2 separate regions of the Hordeum vulgare genome follow, and region 2 is linked to region 1. The links are chromatin contacts, called in public Hi-C maps. All regions are on one chromosome and are shown on one strand. Each heading gives the region's core, a stretch centred on a gene start, on an enhancer-like site or on the middle of the called end of the contact. The rest is flanking DNA. Distances are from core to core; before and after follow the strand shown.

Region 1 (7,048 bases), core at 3,205-5,704:
TCACAACATCCATAATTGACAACATCATCAATTATTTCACAGCACCAATAATTAACAACATTAATAATTGCAAACATACGGAAAAACACATCCTTGCAATCTATAATCTATGACATCAATAATTATCATCATCAATTATTGACAACATCACCAATAAATATCATATCCGTATATCCATACATACACATACATCCATTCATCAAGTTTCAATATGTCCATACATATATAATAAAAAATGTGTTCATCAATACACATTGCAATCTATATATATCAATACATATGCATTCGTCAACTAATCCCAATATGCATCTATCCATAAACATAAAAAATAACAAAACACAACATATCCATACAATTTGTTCATCCATAACAAAGGGAAATAAGAAACTACTACAACATATCCATGAAATCTAGTCATACATTCACCCACAAGCCTCTATTACTACCTCATGTCCATTCTAAACAAATTTCGAATAATTTTTTTTCAAACAACTTAATGAAATAGGGTCACCTAGTGCTAAATAATGCATCTAGACTATAAGGATTTGACAAAAACTATTTGAAGTGATTGAAAGAGCTTACCTTTCTCTCGATTTTGCATCCAAGATCCGACAAACGGTTCCCAAACGAAGGACATCCACATGAGATGTGGAATGGCGAGGGGAGAGAGGAGTCCCTTCTTTATTTCACGACGAATTGAGAAGATGAACTCAAGCAACTTGGGTGGGTGGGTGCCCCATAGGCCGCCGTGTCACCCAATTCACTATCACTTGCCTACCACAATGGATACTGTGGGTAATGTATAACTGCCCACCGCTAAGGACAGTGGCGGTAGCCACTTATCCACGTCAGCGGGGGCTGACGTCACCGTCTTCTTTGATGAGCAACCTACTGCCAGGACCATGAAGGTAGGCAGTTATACCCTACCACGAAGGACGATATCGGTAGGAAAAAGGTGAGACATCGATTTTTTCCAAACAAGGGTCGGATCATGCTAAACGTTGTGCAAAGGGTCAAAACAGTAATTTCGACCTCTTTTGGTGACGATACTCCTCTTTCGCGATGTGCTTGATTTGATCGTCACTATTACCCACATCTGAAACCGTCATGTATTTATAATCCGCTAGACCACGAGACATTCTCGTCACCCGACAAGGCTTGTTCCCGCCCTTCCTCATCTTCACTTTTCTTCCCCTTTTCCTCTCCCCCCTAATCTTTCTTCTTTTCTTCTTCCCAATCTTTTTCTCTTATTTGTATGATTACATACTAGTACAATACAAGATGCTTAGAAATGTGTTAATAAATAAATTATTTTAAGCACTAGTGCTTATATGGTGTGCCTTTTTTGGAGGGATATAGTGGTGGTGCTTAATTAAACTACCCTTGAACTACCCGTCCCTTAGAAATAGGCACATGTGCTTAAGAAAAGTAAACTATTTTAAAACACCTCACATGGTACATGACCTAAAAACTAGGAGGATTCATTTTTCTCGTAGTGTGATGCCAAAAAGTTAAGTCGGCTACTCCATCACAGTATATTGGCCGCATCTCAAAAACCATGTTTTTTCACAATTGGAGGGAAATAAGGCGCATGGCATTAATTAGCCTATTAATTGGCCCATTTTGGGTTTAATTAGACCGTTGAATTCTCTCCTTCCATTTGCCTTTCGGCTGTGCATGCAAGTGTGAACATGAATCGGTTTTGTGGAAGGTGTGAATCTGCATGCGATCTGCATGGCTGTGTGTGAGGCCTCCTCTCCCTCTCTCCTTCGCATTCACATGGAAACCTTTTATGTTTCTGTTTTCATTCTCATGTATAGAAAGCAGGGTATAAAACCCCACACAATGGAGATGCTAGGAGTCCATGTGACACACAAACCCGAACCGATGGACTCCATGGATGGCCTAGGTGTGCTGGAGGTTCCTCCTGTGGACGAGGTGCTAGGCGTGCTGGAGGTTCATGCCATAAAGGAGGTGCTAGGCGTTCTCGAGGTTCCTGCCGTGGAGGAGGTGCTAGGCATGCTCTTGGTTCCTGCCGTGGAGGAGGTGCTAGGCGTGCTCGAGGTTCTTGCTGTGGAGGAGGTGCTGCAAGAGCTAGAGGTCGAAGGGCCAGTTGAAGATGAAGTTTTGCGTCGACATGCAAGGGTACTCTAAACCTACTCGAACCCTATATCAACATGTGAGGTTTGCATCCATCCGACTTTGTGCAGAAAGTATGGCATCCGTGGTGAGCCATCTATATTCCTTTGCTTGGGATGTAGGCTCCTGGTTCCAAAGGATTTGCCTTCTTGTGAGTTGTGTGGAAACCCTATGCTGTGTGACAATTATTGGTGCAAAGATTCTGCGACGACGGTGGTGATAAATAAAGATGGGGTATGCATAAGGTGTCGTCGCAACCCGTCTATCTATCTTAATGATGAAAAGAAAGTGCAGAATGTGACGGATAGCCAAGTTTAGTATTGCGAGATGATGAAAAGAAAGTGTAGAAGGTTTTTGATCTCATGTTATTTTTACTCGTGTATGTACATGAGGCAATACAAATCATGTTGAGTTCAAGAATTCAATTGCCTACTCAACATATTCTCTGTTAATCGTCAAACGAACCGGGAGAAGACCTTGTCTCTCTAATGCTTTTTCTTCAAGTGAGGTACCGCGTAGTGAATAGACCCCTTGTGTTTGATGATCTCTCTCATGCACGCTTGATGACTCAAGGAGATCCTATTGAGCTTTTTATGGGCGTACTCGGCTAGGGATTGATTAACCTATGACACATAACATTAAAAAACTCAAATCAGTTCATAAGCAAATATCTATCTATCACAAAGGTTTAGGGTTTACCTTCTATGGTGGCACCACGTGCGCCGGTACTAAACGTGAATCCCAAGGACTCGCTGTCGTCGCCGCCAAACAAGATCCCGCAGCCACCACCAAACGAGATCCCGCCGCTGCCATTGATGAGGTTAAACCCCATGAACGTAGAACTTGTGATCCCTCCGTAGCCTGTACCGGCCCCGCCGACGGAGGCACTCCAGTTCGACGAACCGGCCTCGTTAGGTGTCGCAGGGCGAGATGGGTGTGCGAGGCCAACGCGTCGTCGAGGCAAAGTCGTTGGGGAGGAAGATGCTCGAAACTAGCCGTGACGATGGAGAAGGATGGAATTCCCGCTCGTCCAGTGAGACCAAGAGGAGGAAGTCCTTCGGGCGGCGGTGCTCTTGGTTGGAAGCAACCCTAGAAAGCCCACGGAGGCCAAGAGGAGGAAGTCGGTGATCTGTTGCACCTTGTTGCGGCGGCGCCATTGGACCGAGGAGAGAAGATGAGCGCTGTCTGTTCGTGTACCTCCATCACCACAGCTACTTATAGAGAGGAACACCGACGGGAGCTTTTTCATCTCCCAAAATTTCGCTAGCCATTTGGATGGAAACCGCGCGGGGGAGAAAGGAAATTGCGCGGGGGAGAAAGGAAACCGCGCGAGGACGAAAGGAAAACGCTCGGGGGAGAAAAGAAACCGCGCGGGGAAGAAAGGAAAACGCTCGGGGGAGAAAAGAAACCGCGCGGGGAAGAAAACGAAACTCGCGGGGAGAAAGGAAATTGCACGGGGGAGAAAGGAAACCGCGCGGGGAAGAAAGGACAACGCTCGGGGGAGAAAAGAACGCGCGGGGAAGAAGAAGGAAACTCGGAGGGAGAAAATTTTCGCTCTAAACCGTCTCCACCAATGCATGCGAGGGAGTCGCTCGTTCACTGGACGGGTGGGTTACTATGCGTCAGTTTCACGATTAATTAGGCGCATATCCAGCTCGTGCGGCTCCGTTTTTTCTCTTAGTAGTTACACACCTTGGTCCAAGAGAGATGTGAGATGCGCCTAATATACTGTGATGGAGTACAACTTAAACACCTGCAAAACAAAAAGGTTGCAACTTAAACGGTAGGATTACTAGTACCGTGGAAGTACTCCGGCCGTGCTCAGTAATGCTACACGTACGGAGTTTTTACAATTTTTTCACAGATTGCTTATCACTGATTGGCCGGGAATTGATTAAGGCACACGGGCCCATCACTGAAATTCAGGGGGGGCAATTAAAAGAGCTTACAGTACCCAGCCCGTAAAATCCTGTAGAATGTGTTCGTATGTTAAGCATTATTGGTCAAGGAATGCATTATTGAAACGTAGATGTGCTCCGGCCGTCAAATCAAACACTTGTATACTCTAAATTGGGCATGTCGTACGTGCGTACTAACATATACCGTATGGTCTATTAAAAACAAAAATACGGTATGTTGTACAGATGCACACGTAAGCAGACCCTTTGTCTTCTGCTTCCGGGCCAGCCCGCTCACGCCAATGATAGCCGACCTGACATGAATATCCGCTGAGGATTACGGTCCTCCCATCTGACGGTCGCGATTCCTTGCTTCAGTTCTCGGCTGTACTTGGACGGTGTGGATGGCCTCCGGTGCGACCAGGCGCGTGCCTAGCAGCATACCACCAAAACGGAAAATCAGGTGTGACCCACAGGCCAAGTCATGACAACGGGGAGCTCTGCCGCTAGCTGGTCTTGTTTGCCCATGCGACGACAACATCCATCGTGGCCGTCAGAACCAAATCGAACGGCTGAGCATTAACTTGCACTGCCGCTTGATTTGCTAAGGTTCGCTTGGCTTAGCTTAGGTCGGGAAACTGTTTGGTCTCACAATCACACGCTGGCAGTCAATGTCACGATCAATAAAAAACTGGAGGAGACACTAATGAGTGACGAGCTGAGCTGAGACACCGGATACGGACAGAGCGACTGGGCGGAACGGAACAAACGAAACGGCACCCTCAGCCTCACCCAGCATTGTGTTCATCGCGCGGCGGCCGAGACCCGTCGGCGTCAGCGGAAAGAGTCGGAGCGGCGCAAGCGCTACAACGCTACGTACACCTCCGGCCGGCGCAACGTACAAACGCACGCATACCGGCAGCCAGATCGCGCTTATATACAAAGCCGCCGCGACGGCAGCCGGTCGCGGTCGCGGTCGCCGCTCCACGGTGGCGCCGATCCGTCCAACGATAACGATACGGCAGCGGGCGCAAGTGGACGCCCGCGTGGCGACGTGGTTCCAGCATCAGTAGCTAGCTCCCAAACACGGTCATCTCTTATTGCATATATCTATCTATGCGTAATTCGTTTGCCCGTGCCCGTGTGGGAGGGGGTAGGCACGGCCACGGCCACAAAACCGTGGGTCTCTCGACAATAGCGAGAGGGGGTGGCGCCCGCCACAGGCCGAACAGGAGCCCCGCGGAACACGGCGCTCGCTCGCCCGTCCAGTCCCGGCCCTAGCGCTGCTCCATTTTCTATTCGAGTCGATGCCCACGTCGTCACCGTGCACCGGCTAAGCTAGCAAGCAGTGCTATACTATGCTAGGACTGGAGTAGTTAGTTTTAAGTATACCCACAACACGGAGTACTACTAGTGTAGTACTGTGTGGGGGTGTGGATGCTCCAGGTAGCGAGCGTGAGTGCGTATTGGCGGGGTCATCTCGGCACCCGTGCGCGCGCGTATTAAGTTAAGGTGATAATTCGGTCGAGCGCGGGAATGGCCAAGCCCAACTAAGCGCGGCATTAACGACAAGGTCAATGGTTCTATCACCGCACCCCTAGGTGTTCCTGCGTTGCGCGTTTAGCCTCTTCCGCCTTGTTCCGTTCCGTTTGTTTAACTCGAGCGGCACCGCCTGCCCCGGCGCCCAGTCGGTTGGTAGCACTAGAACTAGCGGTAGCAGGATCTTTCCCGCGTCCACCGTGGGGCGTGCGTGGCCCTCAACAGGCGCTGCATCCCACCGCGTGTTTCTGTCTTGTGAATTCACCAAGATCATGTAGTAGTATGTGTGCTACTCTACCCCGCAAACATGCAATTGTTATTTTCCAAAGGTTATGGTGCATAATCATGTACGGCATTTTCAATAATGCTTCTGGCACGACACGATGCTCAGGCCGTGTCTTGTTTCTCGAAGAGAAAAAATACAAAAAAAAAATCTTCTTTTGGTCTACTACCTTTGTCCCATTTATTGGCCTTCTTCGTATTTTTGTCATATTTTAATTAGAAATTTAACTAAAAAATGTTAATTCATGTCATAAAAAGTCATATCGTTGGATCACATTTGATGATGCTATTTTTGTTATGTATAGCCTATATTTTATCAATAAAAATTATGATCAAAATAGCACCATAATATAAGGGGGATAATAAGTCAGGAATTACTTTTTTAATAAAAAAAAATATTAATATCACGAAGATAACAACTACACCCAATGTCTGTACCAACAAAATATTAAAAACATCAAAGATGCACATTGGTAACTATAAGATAAAAAAGAGAGAGAAATATAAGAACAAAGACCTTGTCGCAAGGATGAAAAACTTCAACAACAACGCTGTAATCATCAACAAAGACAACACCCGGACAACAGAAGAGATTCTTTAAAAACAACACTTCCTATAATAAATAGAAAAATAAAACAAACGTAACATGGAATACTAGTTAAATAGCACGGCACCATGCGACGCAGGCTTTTCTAGCAAAAATAAGACATACACAGGTTTTCCAACAATAATCTCGAGGAGTATAAGCATAAAAAGCCACAAATGCAGGTTTTACAATCTCAATAAACGTTCTCTTGGTTTTACGAGGCCTTAATCATTTGGATCATTGTCAGTGGTACCTCCTAGAGCCTTGCACCGTCTGAAATGTCTGATTTTGTGGTAGTGAACAAGCAGATGAGAGTGGCCACTTGCTTTACTACAAGAGCTCCTTGGGATGTACCAGTAGTAATTCTTTTTTAGGCATGGGAATGCACAAACCAATTAAGGCGCACATGAAGGAGAGCAGGACTTGTTAGCTTGAAATTGGCCTCCGGTTACCGATTAGAAGAAGCATGATCAGAATAAAACATGATTTGACTCAGCTCGTCGGGACATGAGCATTCTGAGTAAATAATCTGTATATACAATTTGTTTTACTTCGGTGCATTATTCTCCAGGATCCAAGGACGAGCTAGAAACAAGAAGTATTA
Region 2 (7,048 bases), core at 1,697-4,196, 110 kb before region 1:
TAGCGGAGTCTGAGTTGGAGGCTTTCCAAGTTTAATTAGCGGTGAATGCCCTCGTCTTGGCCCGATGCCGATGAAGGCGGCCTAGAGTGTGTCGACAAAGCCTGGATGTAGTCAATGTTGGCATCCAAAGCCTTGACAATCTTCCCCAAGCCAGCGGAAATAGAGCTAGGGTCTTGTACGGTTTTCTATGAGGAAGCGATTCCCGAAGTGAGGTGTACTTCGGCTACCATGCCTAAGGTTGTCCAATCGTAGGTGCCGACGTCGAGGGTGACCTGCGAGACCATTAGAGACGCAAGTACTCCGGCGTGGGCCTCCAGTGCCCACTTCCATGACCACCATACCGAGTGTGCGGTCGCGAATTGCTTCAGGGTCCGCCATTTTCTCGCATCCTTCTTCTTGAACCTTGTCGTTGAAGGTTTCTCCTTAGATGCGTGTACAACGGCCTTATATCGAATGTTGGCATACACTCTATGGAGTGGCACGACAATGCCTTTTACATATATCCAGTTGCCTTGTGAGAGTGCGACATATATCCTATGGGAGGGTCGTCAAGAGTGGTGACCTGGGCACGTGTCACTTAGAGTGCATGCATTTCTGTTGTCCCTTAGACTCCAAGCTGTCGGCCATCCTTTTTCCTCCTCGAGGGGCTTGGAAGAACAACGAATCCCTATTCAAGTGAGAGTGAGTGTTATATGCCTATGGATGGCTCTATATAGCGCAGGGGTCCTTGGCAAATGACCAAGACTACCTTTGAAGTAAGGAGACAAGGAAGAACTAGGCATTTTAAAACCTTAAACACACATGCTCTTTACCGGGCTAGGACCCATTGGGTCGAGGCCTTCTTATTTGGGATTGACCATCTTTACTCTCTTGTCTTTTCCTTTGACATTTTCTTTATTGGTCTTTTTTACTTGCTTTGACTAGTATTGATTGTTGATGTGGCACTTCACAAAAGCCAGAGGTAACACTTTATTTTGTAGGCACATGGGTGACGCTTTACTCCTTAAATTTGACTAAATAACTCCGTTACAACAAAACCATTTTCAAATGTTGAGCGCCAAATTTTTAGCATGATGAATTTACAAATAGGTTAAGCGGCTGCAAGAAGTTAGTTCTTAGGAACTCGTGCACAAGACTTATCGATTGTTATTGATAAAGTCACGTCGGTTTCATTGAGGAAGCGGCCGTGGTGGCGCGGCGACAACTTGTTCAGACCGTGGTAGTGGTTGTTCCGTAGTCGAAAGGCATCGGTGTAGTCTCCATGCCGACGGTTGAAATTCATTTCCTATCTTTTCTATAGCAGGATTCACTTGATCAAATAGGTCGTCTCGGCCCTCTCGGATTAGCGGGCATGAGCAGGCCGAATTCATTGTTTTGACCGTCTTTCTAAACTTTAGCACGATTTGACTCCAATTTAAAAACAAATCATAATCTGACCCTTTTCCTACTGCCATCGTCTTTGGCGGTAGGTTAACACAGCCTACCGCCAAGGATATGGAAGGTATAAATAACATGCGACGTCTCCATTGGTTGAACACCCGTGTGGAAAGTTGGCTAGCATATGCTAGTTTGTTTAGGAGGTCTTGATTCAAGCCTTCTTGAGGCCATTTTTTTGTTTATTTTTATTTTGCCTAATAAAAATTAAATAATTTGTCCAGGCAATATTAGGATATGTATTAATGATAAAAATAAATTTAATTATTTGCAACGGTTTTGTAAAACTTCCCAAAAGATATAAACGAATGAGATCAATTAGACTCACACAACTGCATAAAAAGATTTGAAAGGCTATCCACCAAGATCAATTGGCCTTCTTAAGGTCACTTTTTTTATTTTGCCCAATAAAATTAAATAGTTATTCCAATCAATATTAGGATATGTATATTATTGATAAAAATAATTTTACTTATCAATAATACAGTAGCAACTAAACTGGAGGACCTGGAGGCACGTGTGTGTAGTGCTTCGAGGGCGAGCCGACCAATCTTAATGCTATTCAAGATAAACATTTTCTTTTAATTAAACAGGTGAAAATCAAGCACAAAGTGCTTTTGTTTTGATAATTTGTTATGATCAATTATTAATTACGCACCATATGTAGCTCTTTTGGCAAAACAACATGAAACAAAACTCATCATTAAGATAATTGGTCAGAGACACACAATAATAATGAGAAACAAAATAACATATGATGAAAACTTAATTGTAGAGCGCGTAATCATCATGATGAGAAGAGAATAAAACTGCTCCCTCCTATGTATGTTACAGATCTAAACCGCAATAGAATTTTGTTAAACAATTATATATAAGTAGACAAACATTTAAAAATAATAATCCATACCTTAACATTAATGGGAAAAATTGTTTATCAATAATACATGTCCTAATATTGAGAAATTCTATAAAACAGTTACAAATAAATAAAATTATTTTTTATCAATAATACATGTCCTAATATTGATTGAACAAATTATTTAATTTTTATTAGGAAAAAGAAATGAACAAAAATAATGGACTTAAGAAGGCTCGAACCCAAGACCTGTTTAATAAAGCTGCATGTACTAGCCAACTTTCCGTCACAGGAATTTAACACAATTAACCGCCGATGACAATAGAGAAAGGATAAGATCATGATTTTTTTTTCAAATTAAGGTCAAATCGTTCTAAAATTGAAAATAAATTAAAACAGCCAATTCGGCCGCGTCAGGATGAAGGCCGACACGGCGAGGGGCTCGCAGCTTTGCGAAGCGTGCCGGCCGTCAGATTCGAGTTTGTACCAGCTCACGGTAACCATGTGGATCGCAGCGATACCCATGTAATTAACTTCCAAAAACGGCCTCGTTCCGCGGGACGCGCGGTAAATATCCCAGCGGCAGCGCTCATCGCCCTGCCCCACACGTCAGCCGCACATATCCCCGCTCCAGTCAGTCAGACAGCCAGTCAGGCGAGCCGGTAGTACTACCACCATACGGATGCCGGGCTGCGTAGGTTAATCACTTGCTGCAGGGGTAACTGTAAAATACTGGGCAAGTGCTGCGCCCATGCATCATCACTGTGTCCTCTCCTCCCCATGGGTCTGTTATCTTTTTCTTGCTCCACAGGCCACAGCTGTAGGTGACTCACTCGGTAGATGATGGCCGAGCCACGTGAGTGGGTGGTGATTTTTCCTGCTCCAGTTATTATTTTTTACACCGGCTGCCCCATGTTACCCTGCTGTGACACTGCAGGGCTGCCCCTGCAGGCTACTACCGTACGGCAGCTATAAACATTTTCTCACCTCGGTGGGGTAAATTCCACCTTCCCTTCCTCCTCCACCCCATCCCATCTGCCTTCCCTCTCCTGTGCTGTGTCGTCCCATCCTGCGATGCTGACGTGTACGAAACACCCGAATCTGAAGTTTCCTGCCTCTCGATTTTGTACCCAGCTCTCGTAATTTTGTCTGCGCTTCACCGTTTTCATCAAAGAACGAGCCAGTTCCTCAGCCTCCCTGTCTGCGGTGCATTGCTGATACCACCTACCCCGGCTGAGTTTATCTTTCTCACGTACTCCCTCCGTTACTAAATATAAAATCTTTTAAAATTTTCATTATGAATTACATACAGATGTATATAAATATATTTTAGAATATATATTTATTTATTTCGTTTGTATGTAGTTTATAATAAAATCTCTAAAAGGTCCTATATTTAAGAACGAATGGAGTACACTGCACAATCCTACCCACCCTCTGCCTATGTGGAACGGAGGGAGTATTATTTTCGTCATAGTACACATAAATAGTCCATTCATTCGGAAGTACTTGTTTTAAAAATAAATATAATGAATGTATATATATAATTAAAATAAGTCTAGATACATTTATCTCTGTGACAAGTATTTTTGGGCCGAATGAGTATAAATATACACTCACTCGAATGTATGCACACACATTTTAGTATCCTATTTCTATGACCATATATGAGAGACTGAGCCAGAATATAATTTTAAGATTGATGGAGTAGACACCTTAGTAGTGGATAAGAATGTCGCCATTCACTAAACTCACATTACCGAAAAAGCCATGATTAAATACAGAAGAACGTGAGCATTTTTTTAACAATCATCGGGGGGAGAGGGTCTTCACCTGAATATATTACTCAAAGGCCCGAAGGCGAGTTACACATTACATTAATGGTTACATCGATACGAGAGATACACGTGCCAAGACATGGCAGCCTCCCTACTAACCCGGTCCTTAAATCTAAAGACCGAAAGCGTAAAATCTAAGATGATATTCCTAATAGTATCTAGGAGGAGTGCATGTCGTTACGGAAACCACAAGCGTTCCTGAAGTCCCACAACTTTTATAAGATGGAGAGGACGACGATAGGCCACATGTTGATGTCGAGGCCAATTGGAATCAGAGTATCCCAGATTAGGTCGATGGCGAGAGGGACCTGGAGGCCCATGCGCGACCAGACCTGAGACGCACATGGGCACAGGAGGGCAAGGTGTGTCGCATCCTCGAGAGAAATGCCGCACCGAGGGCAAGACAAGCCTGTAGTGATGGTCTTGCGATGTAAGTTCACCATCGTGTGTAGCGTGTCACGAGGAGCCAATTGAAGATCTTGACATTGATAGGTGCCTTGGAACCTCACATGTACCCAACGTTAAAGTCGACCTCATGGTCAAAGGAAAGCAGTGAGTAGGCGCACCTCGAGGTGAACGAGGAGCCATGGGTGAGGAACCTGTCATCGGGCTCATCACCAATGGTAACATCGTGCAAAAAAATACAAAACAGACGCAAGCACGGCACAAGCCACTTGGGTTAGGCAGTCGTGAAGAGTCGGGTAAACCAGTATGCATGACATGAGATACGAGGACAAAGGGGCAAGTGGAGTGCGAGATGATGCGGGGATAGGTTTCCGCGAGCATGGTTGACAGGAGCCAAGCGTCAAGCAAGAAAAAGGTTGTCGTGCCATTGTTGGTAAGGACGAATGGGATTTTACGAAGGTGGTAGAGCTGCTGGTTTACAATTTTCCAGAGGTAGGGGGTTTTGAGGCTTATTCGCGAAGTCTAGAGGGTGTGTTGGAGGAACAAGTTTACCCACGGTAAGTCTGGTTTTTGGAGGAGTTTGAAGGCGAAATTCATGAGGAGGCAGTTGTTTTAGCGAGTAATATTTTTTATGCCAAGACCCCCAGTCGCCTTGGGTTTTCAAACGTTTTTCCACGCGATGAGACATTTTGCTCCGGAGCAAGATTCCTCGGCAGCCCAGAAGAAGGACCCGCGGATAGCATCTAGCTTTCTAAGGATCTTCTTGGGGAGTCTAAAGACATACATGAAGTGGGTGGCGAGGGCGAGATGAGGGTAAGCCTGGCGCCGCGAGAAATGAGTTTTGCCGCCCAACAGAGAGGTATTTTAGGAAGCGCTCGATGATAGGTTCGTGAGCAAAGGACGAAACTCTTCCCATATTTTAGTGGCATAATAAATGTTTTACCCCTTTGTGGAATATTTAGCATGATTTGACCTTGGCTTGGAAAAATCGGTGACCTCACCTTTTTCTTACCACCATTGTCCTTAGCGGTAGGGTATAACTGTCAACCAACAAAGGCCCTGGCGATTAGGTGCTGGTCAACGTAGACGGGGCCATCAACCCCCGCTAATGTGGATAAATGGCTATCGACACCGTCCTCTACGGTAGGTGATTATCCTACCGTTAGGATCCATGGCGGTAGGCCCTCGATAGCTAAGTGCTCGATGTGGCGGTTGGTGGGGCAACCACCCACCCAATTCGCTCAAGTTTATATTATTTGTTCATCATGAAACAGAGAAGGGACTCCTCTCTCCTCCCCTCCACTCCTCCCTTTGGATCTCCTCCATTGGGCACCATTTTTCGGATCTTCGATGCAATGTGGAGAGAAACTAAGATTTTTTTATCCCTCCAAATAGTTTTTTATGAAATCCTTATAGTTTAGATGATTATTTAGCACAAGGTGAACCTTATTTCATAAAGTTGTTTGAATTTTTTATGGATATAAGGTAGTAATAGAGTTATCAGAATGAATGTATGGGTAGATTTTATGGATATGTTGGAGTAGTTTCTTATTTCCAATTATTGTGGATGGAAAAATTGTATGGATATGTTTGATTTGTTTATTTTTTTTCATGTTTATGGATTGATGCATATTGCAATTACTTGACGACTCTAGTGCGCATTGATGAACAAGTTTTTTTGTTATACATGTATGGATATATTGAAATTTGAAGAATGGATGTATGTGTATATATGGATATATGAATATGATATATATTTATTTTGATGTCAATTATTAGTGATGTGAAATAATTACTGATGTTGTCAATTATTGGTGATGTGACATTATTGATGTTGTGAAATAATTGACGTTGTTGTCAATTATGGATGTTGTGAAATAATTCATTAATAGTGTGAATGAGGGGTCGCACGAAGACATGCCAGCTGGCATACAATGAGAAGTGTGAGGCTTATTTAGAGAGAGTTGGGCTCCTACCGCCTGTTATGCAATTCAAGTGTGTACCATTGTATGTTAGAGATATGCACTAGAGGCAATCTTGTATGATGATATTTCTTATGTGATTATAATAAATATAGTTCTTGGATATTATCAATGATGTGTGCCAACAAGTATGTGACTTGTTTGTGAATTTATGCATTGTATGATGATTGTCCTAAATGGTCCCTAAGCAAAAATGACGTGGGGACGCGCAACCGACTAGACTAGAATATTACACAATGGATGATCCGGTCTCATTGACCATGTATCATTTTATACTAGCTGGACAATATGGAATGGAAAAGATCTCGTCGGATATGACGTAGTCGGATCCGAGTCCACATAAGGCCCGAGTAGGACAGACCCGACTATGACATATAGCGAGACGAGGTCATATATGAGTCTCTAGTACAACATACGTTATGTGTCCTAAGACGTAAGCTCGCGCAAGGACTTAGGATGGTGACAGACCTGCTTTGGGACGACCATATGCTACTCCGTAACTGTGTAGTTGTAAAGGTAAGTTTCAGACTTGT

The links. A called contact is a pair of places that touch in the nucleus more often than the background predicts.
Region 2: a Hi-C map of leaf shows a contact between it and region 1, with 2.7 times the contacts expected there. The contact joins two enhancer-like sites. A contact is called at or near these places in 2 of 6 Hi-C or Micro-C datasets (leaf and seedling).

Annotation. Positions count from the first base shown.
Region 1 is chr3H:123,814,892-123,821,939 of MorexV3_pseudomolecules_assembly, reverse strand. No RefSeq gene overlaps it. Among protein-coding and RNA genes, the nearest start is that of LOC123443211, 350 kb to the right of the region's middle. Within about 2 kb of position 4,454, at least 3 of the 3 cell types and tissues checked have open chromatin away from gene starts, as enhancers often do. A contact at or near this core is called in leaf and seedling, where this site is marked.
Region 2 is chr3H:123,919,474-123,926,521 of MorexV3_pseudomolecules_assembly, reverse strand. No RefSeq gene overlaps it. Among protein-coding and RNA genes, the nearest start is that of LOC123439662, 320 kb to the left of the region's middle. Within about 2 kb of position 2,946, at least 3 of the 3 cell types and tissues checked have open chromatin away from gene starts, as enhancers often do. A contact at or near this core is called in leaf and seedling, where this site is marked.